Regions from separate parts of the Mus musculus genome. Here all the other regions are linked to region 1. A link is a contact called in public Hi-C, HiCAR-type and HiChIP or PLAC-seq data. All regions are on one chromosome and are shown on one strand. The core of a region is the stretch at or near the end of the contact, and the rest is flanking DNA. Distances in the headings are between cores, read along the strand shown. Region 1 holds the start of Rtcb (RNA 2',3'-cyclic phosphate and 5'-OH ligase). Region 2 overlaps Nt5dc3 (5'-nucleotidase domain containing 3). Region 3 holds the start of Cry1 (cryptochrome 1 (photolyase-like)). Region 4 holds the start of Btbd11 (BTB (POZ) domain containing 11).

Region 1 (2,941 bases), core at 261-2,760:
GCTTCATTCTGCATGAACGTCTATACCACACATAGCGCTTCATTCTGCATGAACGTCTATACCACACATAGTGCTTCATTCTGCATGAACGTCTATACCACACAAAGTGCTTCATTCTGCATGAAGCTGCCACGTTGCGTCTTTTAAGAGGAAAACTTCCAGTCACAATCTAAAAGGATCTTAGAGCATTTTAGATCTGGGTTTAAACTGGAAATGTCCAACCCGTAAAATCTAATCAACGATCTTCAAAACGGAAAAACTGCTCACAAATTTCTGAGGCGATATGTCTATCATGATTTTGCTATTATATAACTTACGCATTATAAAAAGCATCATATATATATATATATATAATATGTATGTGTGTATAATATATATGTATATAATATATGCGTATATATATTATACACACACACACACACACGGATATAATGTACAATTTTCATGTGTCACTTAATAAATTAGCAAGACTCTACCAACCAGCCTTCCCTTCTTCCACACAACAAAGGAAAATACTGTTTCACTGCTGTGGACTTTTTCTCCCTAGTATACCTTGCAAAGTGGTGCAAGGCTTCTCTGTGTAACCAGTCCTGAATGGATCTTCCATTTCCCAGCCTCCAGGGATTATAGGCCCGAGCCACCAAGCGAAGCCTATCAGAAACTTTTTACTAAGACAAAGGACTGCAAATCTTTATTGCATTCTCATGGCATTTATGAGACGGTGTCACTTAACACATGTGCCAAAACCTCACAAGTGTTTTCTTCCTCAACGTTTATCGGAACTTTCGAGTACACACGGCGGTGGCGACAGCAGGCCCAGGGTTTCAGATCCTGGTCTCTGGCTCCCAAGCCTTCAGCTGAAACACATCATTCAGGCTGAGAGAAGTGGACTCGATACGAATTCAGGGTTGTCTTCCTAGATGGGTACAGATAAGTTACCCACCAACTCGGGGGTCCTCCGCCAAGAGCATATTAAAAGCTCGAATCATGCCGATTGTCGTTACGTTAAAACCCAGTTAAGTTTGGAGAATGCCATCTGTAAACGTTAACTAAATATCAGGACTCAAGAGAAACAGAGTTCCTGGCTGGCGGTGCCAACTTGGGAAAGTCCACAGAAATCTCGGAAGACCAGGAACACCGTGTCTGATGGTGCGTGGGGAAAACACGCGTGAGCCCCCACGCTGCGTCCGTCTGTCCTCGTGTGTGTGGACCTGGCGCGTGCAGTCTGCAGAGGAGGGAGACCTGGAACCCCGCAGCCCTGCGCTGGGCGGAGGCCGCCGGTTCGCGGCGGAGTCGCGGCCTGCAGCTCCCAAGGCCGCTGCCCCAACTCACCTGCATGTTGGGCACAAAGCCCTTCTTGATCCTCCAGCAGTTTTTATTGATCTTGTCCAAGAACTGTAGCTCATCGTTGTAGTTACGACTCATGGTGGCGGCGAGGCCAGCGATAGCTCCTGGCTACGCTTAGAAAGAGAAACCACCCCGCAGTCCACCCGCTCCACGCAGCGCCGCCTCTCAGGGCGCAGGCGCGACCAGCTCCGCTCCAGGAGGGAAGATGGCAAGCGCCGAGGCTCAAAACTCTTCGCGCGAGTCCTGATCATCTCGTTACAATGAATTACAGCGCTAGTCTTCACTTGCACTTCCCCCCCCTCTTTCTTTCTCTCCCTCTTTCTTTCTTTCTCTCTCTCTCTCTTCCTTCCTTTCTTCCTTTCTTTCTTTCTTTCTTTCTTTCTTTCTTCTTTCTTCCTTCCTTCCTTTCCTTCCTTTCTTTCCTTCTTCCTTTCTTTTCCTCTTTCTTTCTTTCTTTCTTTCTTTCTTTCTTCCCCTCTTTCTTTCTTTCCCTCTTTCTTTCTTTCTTTCTTTCTTTCTTTCTGTCTGTCTGTCTGTCTGTCTTTCTTCCTTCCTTCCTTCCTTTTTTCTTTCTTTCTTTCCTTTTCTTTCTTTTCCTCTTTCTTTCTTTCCCTCTTTCTTTCTTTCTTTCTTTCTTTCTCCCCCTCTTTCTTTCTTCCCCTCTTTCTTTCTTTCCCTCTATCTTTCTTTCTTCCCCTCTTTCTTTCTTTCTTTCTTTCTTTCTTTCTTTCTCTCTCTTTTTCCTTTCTTCCCCCCTCCCCCTTTCTCTCTCCCTCCCTCCCTTCACCCCCCCCCCTTTTTTAAAGTAAGATCTCGATACTTAGCCTTGGTGAGCCTATGTATCCGGGTTGGCTTCGAACTCTCACAGATACCCTTGCCAATGTCTCCTGACTGCTGCTATTGAAGACATACTGCTTTAAGAATGTTTTTGAGCTGCTCCTGAAACCTCTTCACCCTGGATCAGGTCAACTGCTATATAGAACATACAGTTTGGAGTTCATGCCCCATGAACATTAGTGAAACAGCTGAGCAAGATAAAATACTAATGACGTTTGCAATGTATCAGAATGAGATTGAAGATGTACAACAAACACTCCATTACAAAATGAGCATCCAAAAGAAGCATATCACAACACTGTATCATTTATTTCTACAAATGCTTGTGAAGGAAATCTGCTCTGGCCAGCAATTCCCTACAAAGATGGATAAATCCCTCTTTCAGGGATCACTGTGTTCCATAGCTTTGTTTGGACTGTGTCCTGTGTCTGTACCTTTAAACTTAATTGACTCTTGCTCTTGGGATAAGAAAGCTGGCAGTGATTTGCAGGATAGTCCTACCCTGTGAAAAACACCACCATAGCAATCAGGAAGACTTGGGTTCAGGTTCCGCCTATGCCATTACCACCTTTGTGTGATACATTCCTCTGTTTTCACTTCTATGAAATGGGATCATAATTATTCATAGTGGCTCTGAAGGTCACAGACATGAAACTGGAGGAGTAACTAGACCAGGATGTTAAGTACTTATACAGCCCTCTTCTATCCCCCAGTAACCTAAGGAGTTAAGCAAAGGGTGTGGTTTCTGTTCATTTTT
Region 2 (2,941 bases), core at 188-2,687, 870 kb after region 1:
GCTGTTCCTTCTGTGGCCGCCATTGTGCCAAAGGCTTGCGCAGTGCACAGCAGTCCCTTGGTGCTGGCAGCTGTCCTGTGTGCAGGTGCAACCTTGCCATCTGAGAACCAGGCTGCAGGGTTTTGAGAGCATAAAATGATGTAGAGAGGTTCAACTTTAGGCTGTGTGATGCCTAAGTCTGGGCTTTGCTGCGCCACTTGGAAGTGCTTGCTCCCTTAGGGGTTGTCAGGCGGAGCTGAGCGTCTGTGATAGTCTTACGTATGGGCTCTCTTTCTGTGTTTTGAGTTAAGCTGCCTATGGTTAAGTAGTCCAGAAATAGGAAAGGGGAAAATTTGGAACCAAACAATTTGTAAGTTGGAAGTAATATTTACAGAATATTGTTAAAGCTCCTGCTTTATTATTAGGTATTGATTCCTTATTTTGTGTCTTATTTATAAATCGATCTTTGGTATAGGTATGCACAGATAAGAAAAACAGTGTATATATAGGGTTTGATGGTGCCCACGATTTTAGGTTATAAGGGTTTGGGGACGTGCCCTGAGGATAAGGAAGGTGGCTTCTGCCTGACCTGCACCCTTTCTGTGACTGTGCATCTGATCAGACTCACAAGTGACCTGCATGTCATGGCTGTAGTGACCGAGTGGCACATGGCTCTGGAAACAGGTTTTGTTTATTTTCCTTTCTGGCCTATGGAAAATGCTTGATGGCTAAGAGAATAGGTAGCCTTGGTTAAGAGAATGGGTAGCCTTGACAATATTTCTGTGACATATGGAATGAATTACACAAGACTTGGTTAGGGAAGTAAGAAAGGGGAAATAGCACGTATATTTCTACCCTGGTTTTATAGGAGAGAAAACTGAGGCTGAGAGAGAAAGTAACTTTTCATTATAGAGTAGTCTGTAGTATGAAGCCATGTAGCTGTGAAGTCTGACTGACTGAAGGTTAGACCCTTGTGCTCATTTCCTCCTCTCGGCTCTCTGGGACAAGCCTGAGATCACAGCCTGCACATGTCCATCCAGAGATTCCCTGAGCCCAGTAGAGAAATCCCTGATGCTGGCCTCACTCTGGTGTTCGGCCCTCTGGTCTTCACCTGCCTGGTCCCCTCAAGCTCTGGTGCATTGACGCCCTCATTGGTACCACATTTCAAGGGGTGGGCTGTCAGATGAGTGTCTTTTCTCACTGCCCGGCCCTCAGCACCACAGCCCCAGTCTGGAAAATTCCATTATCTAGAGCGCTCCTGTGGTGGTTAGTTTCAGAGAATGTATCCCATTATTAAGAAAACATGTCCTGGGAGATTGGGTTTAATTTGAGGAAGAGCAGCAGAGTCATTTGGAGTTAAGCCTGACGAGTTACGCAGAAGAGTAGAAGTCTCTCCTTGGTCGTGAAGTACGTTTAAAATGGGTGTGGCTGCTGCTAGGAGAGCTGGTGACTTGTGGGCCTTTGCAGGAGGCCGCTCAGACCGCATACGGGCGGCAAATTTCTTTAAAGGCCAGGAAGCGGATATTATAGGGTGTGTGGGCTCTGGACTATGTCATAAGCACTCAGTGTTTCTCAGTACAGCCATTAAGTAATAATAAATATTTCTAGGCAGTGGTGGTGCATGCCTTTTATCCTAGCACTTAAGAGGCAGAGGCAGAGGCTGGTGGGTTTCTGTGAGTTCGAGGCCAGCTTGGTATACAGAATGAGTTCCAGAATAACCAAAGCTACCCAGAGAAACCCAAACCCAAGACCAAACCAACACCAACATCAACACCAACTGAACAAAAAGTACTATTGTGACTAATAACTTAGACCCAAGTACTTTAAATAGGCTTGATACTTGAGGATTGTTTGACAGTGTCCCTTGTAGAGAAGGGATGGCACACGAGGGTAGGTTTTCTCTCATGGGGACAAGCACATTTGATGCTGGTGCCGTGGGTTCTGGTGAGGAGATTGCTGGTGCGATGCAGTGATGGAGAAAGCCCTGGAGGGTAGGTGTTAGGGTGTCAGAGCCAGGCCCAGGAAGAGCTCTCTCAGGACAGGCACAGAGCAGGGTGGCCCTGCCCTGGGAAAGCTGCTCTGTATTTGCTCGGTCGTCTGTGGTCACGGTCCACTGGGTCCCACCATCGTCCTTGGGCGCCCTCTAACTTCAGGACCAGGGCTTACCTGTTCAGTGGATGAAGATGCCAAGTGTGGTGTCCTAAGTTCAGTACTGGGATTCTCAAAAGAGAATCCATCCTGCAGTTTGCCTCTGACCTCTTGTCTCCTCATGCTGACACATACATGCCCTCTCCCCAAGTAAATAAAGTGTACAAGAAAAACAAAAAACTTAAGAGAGTCAGGACTGGTGGTAGAGAAGCAGAGGCAGCTGACACGCGGTCTCCCCCATCTCTGGCAATGCTGACCTGGAGAATGGTTCTTGGACTTGGAACTTGAACTTGGATCTTCCAGTCGGCTCTTTCCATCTACAGAGCCTGCGCTGGGTTCACCTGAGGGCTGGGAGTGCAGAGGAGAATTTGCATGGCTTCTGGCAGCTACTCTGAGAAAGAGATTAGTTTTGGCACTTCGGCAGGCTAGTCACCACCCTGGAGACTTCCCTCTTGCAGGTGTGGCTCTGTCTCATTCACACCAGGCTGCTGTCAGTCTGTCATAGACCAGTGGCTTAAGTACCACCTGCTTCCTGCAGTTCCCCGACTGAGGTGCCAGCTGTCACTGTTGGTAAGATCTGGCCTCGTATGGTAGAGAGGTTGGAGAATTCTGAGGTCTCCTTTATCAGGCCGTGGATCTCATTGGTAAGAGCAGTCCCACTCAAGGAGTTAATTACCCCCCTAAGGCCAGACCTTCTAAGACCATGCCTTGGAGGTAAGCATTTCTGCTTAGGAATGTCAGAGATATAAGCACCCTATCTCTAGTGAGCGAGCTCCTTCCTGCTTATGTGAGGTCCCAGGGGCCTAGTTTATGG
Region 3 (2,941 bases), core at 152-2,651, 770 kb before region 1:
ATATTATCTGCTGAACTAATGCTTTCGTTTCATTCCGCCACACAATCGTCTATCCTGTTTTCCCAGGCACAGCTCACAAAATGTCCGGAGGATTTCTTCCAGTCGCAATTCCCTAGAAGGATTATACTTTGCCTCGAAAGAAAAACTGTGCTTTGTCTTGTCAACCACAAGGAGGAGTTGAGAGAGAGAGTTGGGAAACCAGCTAATTCTTTCCCTTGCTTTTCCTCCTCTAACCTCAAGGGGGAAGAAAGCTGGATCCGGAGCCCGCTATAATAAATGAATGGTTTTTCTCCACACTATGAGTTACCTAGACACACACGTCAACATTAAAGATTACAACCCTTTCGGAGGCCTAAGATATCAAGGCCATTATGATCTGGGAGTGTTTAATTCTCCTCCTAGTTATTTCTCGCAAATCAGGGAAGGCGTTCCCATCAACACAGACACATAACTTACCGGTAAAAGCTAAAGTGTTTCAGGGTCGTCAATAATCTCTACTACTAAGTCTGTACTATTTAATATTGACCACATCTACAATTCTTTAACGATGTAGGCAATTCGGTCCCTGGACTAAAACCAAATCTCAGATCTGACACTAACGCATCGACACCCGACTCGCGCACACCGCGATCGATTGATTTCCCAAGCGCTTCGGACTCACCGCCACCTGTTGATGCCCACGTTGGAAGAGCCGGCGAACCAGGGGTCGAGGATATAGACGCAGCGGATGGTGTCGGCGCCCTGGATGCACTCCTTCAGGGCGGGGTTGTCGTGGAGCCGGAGTCCCTTTCGGAACCAGTGCACGGCGTTCACCCCCATGCTCGGGGCGCGGCGGGTCACCCCGACTTCCTCTACCGAGAGCTTCAAGGGAGGGAAGCCGGGCTCATAACCGACACCTGCGCTTCCAAGAAAACCTCCTCACCCGAGGAGTGGGGAAAGGGCTGCAGAGAGGGGACGGGAGGAGGCGACGCCGAGGCGGGGCGCGGAGGTGGCGAGCGCGCAGCTGGCAGATGAATGGAGGCTGCCGAGGCGCCGGGATCCACGCGCGACGTCCTTCAGGAGCCCGCGCCCAGCGTCCGGAGGACACGCATACCTTCCAGGGCCTGAGACCCCCGGAGCGCAAGCGAGCGCGCGGGGCCCGAGCCGCCACGACGGCCCGAGCTGGTCGCAGCAGCCCCGGGAGGCTCGTCACGGAAACCTCGCCCAACCGAGGCGACCCGCGAGGAGACGGTGGCGCGCCCGAGGCGGCCTCCACGAACGGACACGAGCTCACGCGGCCTCCGCGCGACGCGGCCTGTGCGTCCCGGAGTGGGCAGCGAGCTCGGAGAGCGCGGGCTAGAGCTCCAGGCCGCGGGACGCTCGCCTGCCGGTCACCGGTCCCGAGGCTGCCCGGGTGACTCCGCCGCGTCAGCGGCCTCCGCCCCGCCCCCGGCTTCTCATTGGGCGGCATGCACCCCACGTGACCACCGGCACCTCACGTTTCTGAAGTGTGTTTACTACACTGGCTCAGACCCCCGCGTGCGCCGCCGCGCCCGGTGCTTCGGGACCGGTTGCGATCGCTGGGCGCTCACGACCTGAGTTCTCGCGTGGGATCCGGACTCGCAGCCTCTGCGGGTCTCCTGAGCCCCAGGCCGCTCGCGGGGGCCACAGGCCGCGAGAAGGGGGAGGAGGCATAGTTCTGCTCCCGGGGCCGGGAGCCGCCTCCATTGGCCGAGGCTCGCGGGGACCCGGATGAGCACGGGGCTGCGGGGAGCTCGCGGGCGCGCGCTCTGCCGGGCACGGCGCGCGTGCGCTGCGCTCTCGCGGTGGAAGAGAAGAGGCTAGGACGCGGGAGCGCGCCCAGGGCTCTTCCTATGGGTTGTGTGGAAGGTCTGAAGCCAGTTCCGTGTGCCCTGAGAGTTATTGCTGGGCTGGGTGAGAGGCAACCGAGGCACAGTCCTGCCTCTCACCCAGCTTCAATCAGGTGTTAATCGGAGTCCCCTGCTCTGAAAGGAGCAGAAATCACGCCGTTAGCCTTTTTTACTGTTTGGGGCGGGCACCTTTGCCCAAGCTCTGGAGAAGACAGGTCCGATCTCAGATATTCAGCATTTCATAATACTGTAGATACATCGTCAATTTATCAACTCTAATCTATTACATGAAGTGTAGTTTAGAAGGTATTTTGATTAGGTTTTTGGGCTTTTTGCTTTGCTTTTTTTTTTTTTTTTTTTTTTTTTCTTCAACTGAAGTTAAATGGGAAGAGGAACCTTAATTGTAGTAAAGACTTCCATCAGGTTGCCTGTAGGGAAGTCTGGGCACTTTCTTGATTAATGAGTGATGTGGAAGGACCCGACCAGTGTGTGTGGCGCCACCATTAGGCTGGTAGCCCTAGGCGGGTTGTATATGGAAGCAGGCTGAGGAAGCCACAGGGAACCAAAACGGCTTTCCTCCATGGCTTCTGCTTCAGCCCTCTATCTCCAGGTTTCTGCTTTGAATTTCTGCCCTGACTTCTCCCCACGATGGATTATTAACTGTAAACGGCAACAAACCCCTTCCTTCCTGGCCAAGTTGCTTTTGCTCATGATGTTTTATCAAAGCAATTGAAGTCTAATGAGAACACAGGGCCACATGTGCATCTTTACCAGACTTCCTAGCCATAACCTACAGGCCATGCCTTAGACATACAATGCCCTTTTTGTTGAGACGGGGTCTCGCGGAGCCCTGGCTTACCTTGAACCTGCTGTGTAACTGAAGATGGCTCTTGGTTTTGCTCTTATCCCTGAGTCCTAGCATCACCTATGTGCATATATTCATCCAGGGTTATTTATGTATTTATTTATGGAGACAGTATATCATTAAGCATCTAGGCTGCCCTTAACTCACTTTGCAGCTCAGGAAAGCCTCAAAGTGAGCTTTGGATACCCCTTGCCTCAGCTTCAGGAACACCTGGTGTCCTAGGCCG
Region 4 (2,941 bases), core at 111-2,610, 570 kb before region 1:
AGATGTGGGATTATTGGATCACATGGTAGTTCTAATTAGTAATTTTTTGAAGATCTTCGGCATTATTTTCCATAATAGCTATATCAATTTCCCTTCTCACCAATAGAGTACACTCTTCTTTATCCTCCACACCCTTGTTGATGCTTGTAATCTTTTGACTTTCTGATAATCGCCATCCTAACAGGCATGAGCTGGCAGCTCCTTATGGTTCTGATTTGCAGTTACCCTGATGGCCAGTGATGTTGAGTGTCTTCTCACATCCCTTCAGCCACAGTTGAACGTTCAAACCAGCAGTTCAAAGCACGTCCTTCCCTTGTCGACTCATACATTTACCACAACTCCCTAGCCCAATGTGGGATCCAGACAAATAAATAGATAGTAGCAAGCCAGCGTGACAAGGGCCCAGAAATGTGAAGCCATCGAAGAGGGTGGGGTGGTGGAAACACCCAGGATAGTTTTGGGAGATCAGGGTGGGCTTCTTGTAGGAATAGGATTGTGTAAGGGAGGTAGGAATCTTTGAATGAATAAGGTTTTTCCTAAGGTAGGTAGAGATAGACAAATAGCCAAGCAATGATGCTGTTAGACACAGAAATGCAGCAGACACACACATATATTTTGTATCTTTCTTTAGCTGAAAAGAATATTCTCCTGTGCACAAATTTAAGTTTGAGCAGTCTAGAGCATTGTCCACCAGAACCACAGAGTGGCCGGAACACACACACACACACACACACACACACACACACACACACACACACACACCCTGGAACTTAAGGGTAGATTCCTGTCTGCCGAACAAACCTAGAAAGTCCTGGTGACAGGTGGTTTATGGCTAGAGATTCGCTTCCCAGTGGCAATTATCAGTCTCCCCCTCACTACTTTCCTGTTTTATTTCCTTCCATGCTGGAGCAAACCCAGGCTGAGAAGCGGCACCCGCCTGAATTAGTCAGGGTGCCTGAAGAGGGAGGAGAAACGTGCATCTTGTATGGGCTGGTGGGAGGGAAAGAGAAATCTAAAATGCCAAAGCAGAAAGTAACCCTCGGACAAACACTTTATGAACCGCAGAGTGGAACAAATAACGATATAAATGATATTTTTGTCGATAGTTCGAAAGCAGAAACTAGGGAAGCTACAGTTGCAGGATGACTGTTCTTCTCCAGGCTTCCACCTAGGCCGCGGATCCCTCCTAGCTGCAGCCCTGGTCAAGGCCTGGGGGGGCGTGTCTGAGGGGCGGGGCCGCATGGAAGGGAGGAATAAAAAAAAAAAAAAAAAACCTAAGTAATTAGCATCCCCCGATTCCATTGGCTCTTCGACGGCCCTGCTTTGCATGCGCCCGCCCTCTGACTGCTTGGTTTGCTGGGGCTCAGCAGGGTTTTGCAGCCGCCTGGCTACAGCGCTTTAGTGCGGGGCGGGAGCTCAAGAGAACCGCGGCCCGGATCCCGGAGCCGGGGGAGCCCGTAGCCCGCCGAGCTGCGGCGGCCGTATCTGGGGCGATCTAGGTCCTATCGACACTGTGGCCGGCTCTCGGAGGCTTCTGCATCCGTCTGGTCCCAGGGAGGAGAGGACCAGACACTTTTATTTTGGATGAAAGGCGCGGGTCCTGGCGGGAGCTTCCTTCCCGGCCTGGCTCGCGGCTCAGTGCGCCCTCGCTCTGGCCCCGACTCCAGAAGATGACTTCAGGTTCCGCCGTGTATCTTCCCGTGGTGACGGCTCGGGGAGACAGGCGAAAGTAGTGACACTTGCTGGCAACGCCAGGTGGGAAAGTGAGCCTAGGCGACGTGGAGCCCCGCTGTCCCCGAGGACCCCGGTGCCCACAGATCCTTGCCTTTCCTTCCCCTCGGCTCCACGGCGGCTGCAGCATGAAGTGGCGCAGCGATGGCCAGGAGAGGTAAGAAGCCTGTGGTGCGAACGCTGGAAGATCTGACGCTGGACTCGGGTTATGGTGGCGCGGCGGACTCTGTGCGCTCCTCCAACTTGTCTCTGTGCTGTTCTGACTCTCACCCGGCGTCCCCGTATGGCGGGAGCTGCTGGCCGCCTTTAGCTGACTCCATGCACAGCCGGCACAACAGCTTTGACACCGTCAACACTGCCCTGGTGGAAGACTCCGAGGGGCTGGACTGCGCCGGTCAGCACTGCTCGCGGTTGCTGCCGGACCTCGACGAGGTCCCCTGGACCCTCCAGGAACTGGAGTTGCTGCTGCTGCGCTCGCGGGATCCCCGGGCAGGCCCAGCGGTCCCCGGCAGCCTGCCCAAGGACGCGCTGGCCAAGCTCTCGATGCTGGTAAGCCGGGCTCTAGTGCGCATCGCTAAAGAGGCGCAGCGCCTGAGCCTGCGCTTCGCCAAGTGCACCAAGTACGAGATCCAGAGTGCCATGGAGATCGTACTGTCCTGGGGCCTGGCGGCTCACTGCACCGCTGCCGCGCTGGCCGCGCTGTCCCTCTATAACATGAGCAGCGCTGGCGGCGACCGCTTGGGCCGTGGCAAGTCGGCGCGCTGCGGCCTCACCTTCTCCGTGGGCCGCGTGTACCGCTGGATGGTGGACAGCCGCGTGGCGCTGCGCATCCACGAGCATGCCGCCATCTACCTGACCGCCTGTATGGAGAGTCTCTTCCGGGACATCTACTCGCGGGTGTTGGCCTCCGGGCTACCTCGTAGCTGTAGCGGTCCTGGCCCTGGCTCCAGCTCCGGTTCTGGCCCAGGCCCCGGCTCAGGCCCCGGAGCCCCTGCAGCGGATAAGGAGCGCGAGACTCCGGGAGGGGGAGCGGCGAGCGGTGGCCCTTGCAGCGCAGCCAGCAGCGCCAGCGGGGGCAGTAGTTGTTGCGCCCCGCCAGCCACGGCGGCGACCGCAGTCCCGCCAACCACAGCCACCGCCGCCGTCGCCGCCAACCATCATCACCACCACCACACGCTTCACGAAGCGCCCAAATTCACCGTGGAGACCC

Evidence for each region. A called contact is a pair of places that touch in the nucleus more often than the background predicts. HiCAR-type assays count read pairs that join an accessible place to other places. HiChIP or PLAC-seq counts read pairs in DNA pulled down with a chosen protein or histone mark.
Region 2: an H3K4me3 HiChIP or PLAC-seq map of bone marrow-derived macrophages shows a contact between it and region 1, with 7 times the contacts expected there. The contact joins the enhancer-like site here to the promoter of Rtcb in region 1. A contact is called at or near these places in 2 of 39 promoter capture datasets (embryonic stem cells and pre-B cells), 5 of 115 datasets of contacts at active chromatin or transcription factors (bone marrow-derived macrophages, embryonic stem cells, large pre-B cells and 2 more) and 1 of 9 other capture datasets (embryonic stem cells).
Region 3: a contact with region 1 is called in a HiCAR-type map of astrocytes, with 2.9 times the contacts expected there. The contact joins the promoter of Cry1 here to the promoter of Rtcb in region 1. A contact is called at or near these places in 1 of 39 promoter capture datasets (embryonic stem cells), 1 of 484 Hi-C or Micro-C datasets (embryonic stem cells), 5 of 115 datasets of contacts at active chromatin or transcription factors (astrocytes, large pre-B cells, memory CD8 T cells and 2 more) and 1 of 9 other capture datasets (adipose tissue).
Region 4: a contact with region 1 is called in a Hi-C map of uterus. The contact joins the promoter of Btbd11 here to the promoter of Rtcb in region 1. A contact is called at or near these places in 1 of 484 Hi-C or Micro-C datasets (uterus) and 1 of 115 datasets of contacts at active chromatin or transcription factors (memory CD8 T cells).

What each region holds. Positions count from the first base shown.
Region 1 is chr10:85,956,283-85,959,223 of GRCm38.p6, forward strand. It overlaps Rtcb (RNA 2',3'-cyclic phosphate and 5'-OH ligase), which reads right to left and starts at 1,511. Exons shown (of 12, transcript NM_145422.4): 1 at 1,333-1,511. The coding sequence starts at 1,425.
Region 2 is chr10:86,826,309-86,829,249 of GRCm38.p6, forward strand. The region is part of intron 12 of Nt5dc3 (5'-nucleotidase domain containing 3); the gene reads left to right. Among named protein-coding and RNA genes, the nearest start is that of Nt5dc3, 49 kb to the left of the region's middle. Within about 2 kb of position 1,438, at least 67 of the 459 cell types and tissues checked have an H3K27ac peak or open chromatin away from gene starts, as enhancers often do. A contact at or near this core is called in bone marrow-derived macrophages, pre-B cells and pro-B cells, where this site is marked.
Region 3 is chr10:85,183,653-85,186,593 of GRCm38.p6, forward strand. Cry1 (cryptochrome 1 (photolyase-like)) reads right to left here and starts at 1,402. Exons shown (of 13, transcript NM_007771.3): 1 at 662-1,402. The coding sequence starts at 819.
Region 4 is chr10:85,385,454-85,388,394 of GRCm38.p6, forward strand. Btbd11 (BTB (POZ) domain containing 11) reads left to right here and starts at 1,361. Exons shown (of 17, transcript NM_028709.2): 1 at 1,361-2,941. The coding sequence starts at 1,876.